Linked DNA regions of Mus musculus: region 2 is linked to region 1. Evidence: chromatin contacts called from public Hi-C data. All regions are on one chromosome and are shown on one strand. Each heading gives the region's core, a stretch centred on a gene start, on an enhancer-like site or on the middle of the called end of the contact. The rest is flanking DNA. Distances are from core to core; before and after follow the strand shown.

Region 1 (3,820 bases), core at 834-3,333:
CCATCTTAGGTTATTTTTTGTATATTCTATGCAACACTGCTTAAAGTTCTCTCTCGTCCTGTCATCATCTCAGCTGTAGAATGGACAGAAAGTCATATTTGCTCCCTGGTCACATGACACCTTGGATAGGAGGTTTATGGAGGTAAAACTCCTCTCTTCTCTACTGATCTGTGTTTCTGCCCTTCTGCCTGTACCACTATGTGGACCAAGATAACTGAATTATAAGGCTTGTTTGTTGAAGCTTCAAGTATTTCATAAAATTTTAGCATTTAATTTATTTATTATTATATTTAAATACACTGTAGCTGTCTTCAGACACACCAGAAGAGGGCATCAGGTCTTATTACAGATGGTGTGAGCCACCATGTGGTTGCTGGGATTTGAACTCAGAACCTCTGGAAGGGCAGTCAGTGCTCTTAACCACTGAACCATCTCTCCAGCCCTCATGTCAGGGTTTTTAATTGTATGTTCGCATATAGAAATGTGATGCATTTTGTAGAGTGGCCTTGTTTCCTCTGAACTCACTAAACTTACTTCCGGATTCTGGTCGTTGTATTGCAAATTCCTTAGATCTGTGTTTATAATTATGCCCTCTGCAAATGCATACGGTTTTCCAATGTTTGCATCTCTTGTTTCTTTTTCTTACTCTATTGAACTAACACCTCTGGTACAGTGTTAAATGTAAACCATGAAGCTGGGCAGTCAGCCTCTGCCGTCGCGGATCAGTGGAGGGAAAGACATCCTGTGTTTTGTTGTTAGGCATAGCGTGACCTGTGAGTGTTTCATGGCTAGCCAACACCAGGTAGGGAGTTCCCTCGTTTTCACTGATTGGTGCTGAAACTTGTTGTATAACTCTCCCTGCATCTGACCAAGGAAAGCCATGGCTGCTAAGGTTTGAACATCTTCCTTTCTTCTGTTAATGCGCTATGTTGCTGTTAAACATTAAAACAAAACTTGGTTCCTCTGACTGACTTAGCATCAGCTCACGTTGCCCTTATACAGGTTGCGGTGCTCCACTGAGGTCTTTGAAGATCTGCACACCCACTCTTCACTGACCTCAGCCAGGACTGCCCTTCCAAGTGACTTCATGCCTGCTACTCAGTGCCTTGGAGGCCTTGGCTACTGTCTGCCACCACCATGCTTGTCGGTCTGTCTTTCTGTCAGTTTGTAGTTTGGGGGAGGAGGAGGCAGCTCTGACCTGTGCTGACTGTGTGGCCTTTCTCCCCCTGCATATTTTCCTTTCAGTGTTTTTAAGGTTTCTCTCACCAGCTTTGACAGTTTTACCTTAGTATGTGCATGGGCATTTTTTTTTTTTTAAGGTATTCTGCTCTGTGTCTCTGTCATCTCCTGGTCTGGATGCTGTGGGCTGAATTATGTGCCTTAAGAGTTCTTAGTTGAAGCCCTAGTATTTGGAGATGGGGCCCTAGAAGATAAGTAGGTTTTAAATGAATTCTTGGGAGTGAGACCTTGGTGAAGAGGCAGACGGTAGGACGGTCTTTGTGGCTGCTGTGTCCTTGTCTGTCTATGTGTGTCTGTGTCACTACTGAAAGCTGACTGCCACGCACATCCTCTCAGCACATGCATAGCCCTTCTATGGACTCTCCAAGAAGACCGATGTGAGTCATTCGATAGCACCAACCCTTAGGAACATGGGAAGCCATAAGCCCTGAGACCTGTGCATTGTTCATTGCCTGACTCCACGTGGCACTGTGGTACCAGCTCCTCAGTGTCGGTGTGTTTGGTAGGGAGGGGGCGGTGCTGCTACAGCACTGGGAAACCACACTCCTGAGACTGTCCGTGGGTCACGGTGTAGGCCACAGATTCATGATCACTTGACGTCTGTGAGTGTTTAGAGTGTGTACACTTTGAGGAGTTCAGGCGGCATAGGGTATTAATAGGTTGTGGAAGAAATATCAAGGCATGTGGTTTGTGGTCTAATTTAGCTAATGAAAAATATTTTTACAAGTCTCATAAACACTCATTGTCCAGCAAATTAGCTTCAGGCATCAGCACTCTGCCCTACAACCCTGAGTCATTAGAGGGAAGTGTCTGTGCAACCATACGCTCGTGCTTCAGTGCAGCCTCTTACTGGGGCTCTGGATGCATCTGGACGTGTGCACATGTGGACTGATTGAGTAGCTCCTGCCTTACTGAAGAGCCAGCCATGATGCACTGACCCTGGTTTTCAAAGGAAATTGATGGGTTCACCTCCCATGCTCCTTGTCTCAAAGCATTTCCAAATAAGGAATCATTTGCAGTGAGTCCACAGCGCTCTCCACAGTCACCTCATTGTGGTCATTTGAGAAGTGGCGATCCACCACACCCTGACTGACTTAGTCCGTTTACACAGGTGCACAATGTGTAGCTTTTAAAGGCCTTCCCTTTTTAGAAACTGCCTCTCTTTTATGGAAAAAAAAATGGATTTTTTTCCTTTGTTATGTAAGGACTGTGTTTTTAGCAGTATATCACTAAACACAGATAAGCAAAAAGGATTTTTAAAAACACCTGTAATTTCTGCCCTGCCAAGATACTCAGTTAGGACTGGTGGATCCTTCAAACTGTTTTCTATATCTGTGGGCATTTATGACAAGCATGCAGCCTGCCCTTCCACGGGGTCTCAGTGCGTTACACATCGTTTGCTGCTGTGCACACTGAGCCAGCCAAGGGATGTGCGCCAGGGTTCATAGTGGATTTTAGATAGTAGGACTTATATCATGTTATGACTGTCTTCTTATGTCCTTACTTTGTGGGAAAAGCATGTCTCTGATATGACAGTGCCATTTTCCTGGAAGCTGGAGGTTTGTTTTGTGCACACAGAGCATTGTGATCCCTCAGTAGTGATTCTAGCATTGACCAACCAAGCACACATGGGCACATGAGCATAGTGCATTGTGCCAAGCCTGAGGCCAGCCAAGACACTGTTGTTACAGCACAGAGAATGTACTGAAATGTGAAAGTGCATGTGGGTAAGGGAATAATTTGGGGAAGACTAACCTTTGAGTTAGCACCCATACTGCTTGGTTGTCCTGCGGTCTTTTTCTGTTGCTATGATAAAGCAACCAAGGGGAGAAAAGATTTAGTTTAGCTCACAGCTCCAGTTTAGAATTCATCATGGCAGGAAAGTCAGGACACCGCAGGAACTGGAAACACCCAGGACCCAAATTCAGGGAATGGTGCCACCCACTTTTAGGATAAGACAGTCACCTTTCAACCTCATTCACGGGCCAACCAGATCTGGGCAGTTAATTCCTCAGTACAACTCCGGTGAATCTGTGTATGGCAAGTTGACAGCTACAGCTAATTATCACAGGTGGACACACAGGCAAGCTAGAATCTTTTTCTGTCTTGCCTAGTCACTGCAGCACTCTTGGGATGGCCAGGTTCCCTTTCTTCCACCTTGCTCACTTCAAGAGCTGAGAAAGACCCTGAGGACACAGCTGAAGAATAGCGTTTAAACTGACTCCTTTCCTGTCCCCGTGCACAGCTGCCAGCTGCCATAAAGAGTTAGGATTCTATCCACTGGGCGATGGGGAGTCTTAGCAATGAGTGGGAGTTGCCGCTGTTTTCAAGTAGAAGTTCTGTGACTCAGGTTTGTGGGCTGCTGAGATTATGCAGTGTGCTCAGCACTCTGCCAAAAACTATAAGAAGATTGATACATATCGAGGAACGAAAGCCATTGCCCATAGGAATTTATTATCTAGTTACAGAGGAGATTAGCATAGAGGAGCAATGGTGAATAAGTAATAAAAAGAACACAAGCAAGGGCTTCGAGGAATGCCTGAGCTCCTCAGAGGTGAATGTTGTTAAAGATTTGAAGGTT
Region 2 (3,820 bases), core at 471-2,970, 41 kb after region 1:
GCTTAAAAACAAACAAAAACAGTGCCACTTGAAAAATGCCAGTAATGGAGCTGTGTACTGTGTGACTCTGTGTGTTTAAAACTGCAGAAGGTGTGAGCTTGTCTGTAGTCAGGGCAGGCAGATCAACTATTGGGGCAGGCAAGGAAGGGGCAGGATTTACAAAGGACACGAACATGCAGGAGCTAGATTCACCCTCGATGGTGGTAGCCTCACAACACGCATGTGCCTGGGTTTTGGGGTCTGAGCTGTAAGTCTGTGCCATGTCTTGGCATCTTATAGACAATGGTGTGGATATTGACAGTGACCTGTTCTGTTTCCACCTTGATTTTCAATCAGAAAGTGGGCTTGCTATTCTTCATTAAGACTGATGCTGCGAGGTGACCTAACACTGCCCTGGAACTGAACCTAGACCAAAGCCAGAGGCTGTGACATGTAGTTGAATCTGAGCATAGTACTGTCCCTGAGAATTCCCAGAGAATGGATTTGTGGTTATGGAAGAAAATGTCCTTTTTGTTAACAATATTTCGGGGCAGGGTGCACATGTATACAGAGGCCAGAAGCCAATGTTAGATCAAGGTAAGAGTAGGTTAGTATTCTGTGCTATTATATAATATGTGGTCTTTATCCCTTTGCCCCACTAAGGGCTTGTTCACTCCCCCATCTTGTGGGTTCTTTCTAGTTTCCTGACACTCCAAATTAAACACACAACCCCAGAAACTTGAAGCTAAGATCCAAGTGTGAGAAAGGACATGCTTGCTTGGTTTTAATAAGTTTCCCAAGTTGTTGTTATCATCTGTCTCTCTGCTAATTAACAAGAATAAGGGAGGGAGGCAGTTAATTAAGGACTGGTGTAAGCTGGGTTCCAGCTAATTGAGGGTTTTTTTCATAGACAGAATTAATGTGCAATTCAGGCAGACCTTCCAAATTACAGTTAATAAAGTTTTATTTATAGCACCACTGGGGAACATCAAGGGCACAATGTCAAGGAATGTGGGAAAACACTCTGAATTGGTATTGATGGGATAATCCAAAGTCAGGCATACAAACAGGCATACCACAGGAAGAGCTTCCATGGACAAAGACAACAGGGAAGGAGGTGGGATTTTTTTCTTCGGCCCCTACAACCTGTGTATCCTTTGCAGCTTCCCAGTGTCTGGTTCCTCCGCAAACAGATTCTTCTCTGAATAAATTTGATCAGGTACTCAGCCTAACCTCTCTTGCTCCGCATTTTGCCTCTTCACGTACACAAAGCTCAGTTGGAAGAGAGTTCAATGTCGGCCTCTTCTCTATGGGTCAGGCATTGTTGAGCATCCTCCCTGTTCTGCTGGCCCACCGTGGGGCTGCTCTAGGAGGAATGCAGACTGCCTCTATCTAGATACCCGTGCTTCCTGCCTGCTAAGCTTTGCTTTGGGGGATAGCTCTAGGTTTACAGAAATCTGAGGTGACAGTGGAGCCCGCCCCAGTTTCCTGTGTCTGAGGCACCTCAGTGGACACAGTGAGACCTGTGTTCCTGTGCCGGTTGGTGCCTTACCTTAACCAGCTGCACCATTCTGGTGCACCACAGGGTTTCTCTGTCCACTCTCCCTGGGAGGGGCTTCAGCTCCTCCAAATCAACCCTCCCCCTTTCTCCCTCAACCCTCTGTACCTCTGATGTCCATGGCAGCATGAGGAGGCCCCTTGGCTCTGCACACCTGCACTTGGGTTGCGGTAGTGAGAGGCTTGGGGTGGAAGACAGATGAGCCCCCTTCTCACACGTGCTTTGCCGTTTGTGTTAGCGTGCTTCTTCCTTCAAAGTCATGACTCCCAGCCCCAGCGATTACTGCAAACACTGCTTTGTTCCTTCACCTGTTCTGTTCCGGACCCAGATGTGGGTATGGGGGTTGTTTGTTTTCTTTGTGTACTTAGACTTTGTATCCGTTGCTTTGTTTTCATTATGTACTTAGACGTTGTATTCGTTACTCTTCTGTTGCCGTGGTTACATACTGGGACCAGCAGTGACAAAGTTTATTTTGGCTCACAGTTCCAGAGTAAGACAACAGAGGAGTGGGAGGCAGAGGAGGCAAAGGAGGCAGAGCAGAGGCTCAGATCACAGCTGCCATAAACACAGATCACTGACAGCAAACCAGAAATGGGCAAGGCTATAATATCAAAACCCACCCCAACAACATACTTCTCCCGCTTCAAGGCTCTACTTTCTGAAGCTTTATGACCTCCCCTAAGAGCACCATGAGCCAGGGACCACGTGTTCAAATGCATGAACCTCTGAAGGACATTTTCCATTCAAACTATCAGGCTGTTCTAAGTCTCTGTGTTTGGGATGAATTTAGTTTTATACTTCTAAGTTTTTCTAGTCTCCCTTCTCTGTGAGGAAGCCATGTTCCTAGAAACAGTCTTTCAGATGGGGGGGGGGGGGTCTCCTAGCTCTGACTGGGCAGAGTCTTCCTCCCGGTCACTGAGAGCCACATCTGATGAGCAGGAGTCAGGAACATGCTCACAGGAAAAACTTATAAATGTTTTCTCTTCCTCTCTCCCTGCCACCTCATTCATATAATTTGATGCTTTGAGGGTCTCTTATGACTCAAGTATAGGTTATAGTCTGCAGAAAACCAGTGAAGGGAAGGGACATGTTAGGGATATGTGTTTGCAGAAACCTTTGTTTTGTGTAAGCCAGTCAGCAAAGCTATGTACTGTGTAAATGGGTTCTGGGTACTGTCTCACTGTCTGGTAAGATAGAATACCATGTGAAGGTGTTTTCAGCAGTGGCTACAAGTGTATCTACATGGCGACATTTCTCCCCAGTGCAGATACACATCATGAGCAGCATACATCACTGTCACTATGTGGTCATGTATGCTACCTCAGAGATCATAACCACTTGTGACATGGAGGGTTTGTCCTGTGAGTGTAGCCAAGAGGGAAAGAAATACAAATGGCCAATCCCCGTCTGTCAGTCTATACAGAAAGAAGAGCTTTTCTGACCGGCCTGACTGTAAGGCAGAGCCTGGGAGACTCGGGTGCTCCTCTCCATGGAAGAGGCTGAGTAGCAGCAAACAAAGCCACTGGGGTCCAGAGGTGGCATGTGGACTGGGGACAGCAAGCTGGACTGTCAAACCGGTGAAGGAAGAGAAGGACATTTTGAATGTCCTTCTCAAAAGGATGCAGTCGTCACCTCTGAACACCAGCTGGGAATAATTTTGAAGGCTGGTGAGATGGCTCAGTGGGCAAAGGTGCTTCTTGGACAAGCCTGCAGCTTGAGTTTAATCCCTGAGACCCACGTAAATGTGCAGTGAGAGAACCAACTCTACTGAGTTGACCTCTGACCTCCACAGGCATGCCATGCATGTGAGCTCATACATACATCATATGTGGCACACAATAACAACAACCTAGGCCTATCTTTAATCCCAGCACTCAAGATAGAAGGCAAATTCTGAGTTTGAGGCCAGCCTGCTGTACTTAGTGAGTTCCAGACCAACCAGGGCTGCATAGCAAGATTCTGTCTTAGAAGAAATGGGATTGTGATCTCAGTGCCACCGACACAGCTCTGTGGGGCACTCAGAGACAGGGTAAGGCCTACATAACAGAAGTCATTCAAGGAGTTGAACTGAGTTCTAGGAAACAAGTGACTTCCAGCCCCAATTCTGTGTGTGTGGGTAGGGTAAGTTTATGTCTAAAAAACCCAAAGGCTCTATTAATACCAATAAAAGAACTTAGTGAGATAGAAGCCTTAATACAGAAGCTGAAGTGACAGCAGCTAGAAGATTAGACAGGAAGAGCAGCCTGTGTGCGGTAAGGTCATAAATCCAGGGATAATCTACTG

Evidence for each region. A called contact is a pair of places that touch in the nucleus more often than the background predicts.
Region 2: a Hi-C map of colorectal tumor organoids shows a contact between it and region 1, with 1.8 times the contacts expected there. The contact joins the promoter of Rptoros here to the enhancer-like site in region 1. A contact is called at or near these places in 2 of 39 promoter capture datasets (the 3T3-L1 cell line and the HPC-7 cell line), 11 of 484 Hi-C or Micro-C datasets (CD8 T cells, bone marrow-derived macrophages, brain and 6 more), 6 of 115 datasets of contacts at active chromatin or transcription factors (embryonic stem cells, intestinal crypt epithelium, intestinal villus epithelium and 2 more) and 3 of 9 other capture datasets (adipose tissue, liver and pancreatic islet).

The regions. Positions count from the first base shown.
Region 1 is chr11:119,791,333-119,795,152 of GRCm38.p6, forward strand. The region is part of intron 7 of Rptor (regulatory associated protein of MTOR, complex 1); the gene reads left to right. Among named protein-coding and RNA genes, the nearest start is that of Rptoros, 41 kb to the right of the region's middle. Within about 2 kb of position 2,084, at least 55 of the 459 cell types and tissues checked have an H3K27ac peak or open chromatin away from gene starts, as enhancers often do. A contact at or near this core is called in bone marrow-derived macrophages, colorectal tumor organoids, pancreatic cancer cells and 1 more, where this site is marked.
Region 2 is chr11:119,832,645-119,836,464 of GRCm38.p6, forward strand. Rptoros (regulatory associated protein of MTOR, complex 1, opposite strand) reads right to left here and starts at 1,721. Exons shown (of 3, transcript NR_045313.1): 1 at 1,646-1,721. The region is part of intron 13 of Rptor (regulatory associated protein of MTOR, complex 1); the gene reads left to right.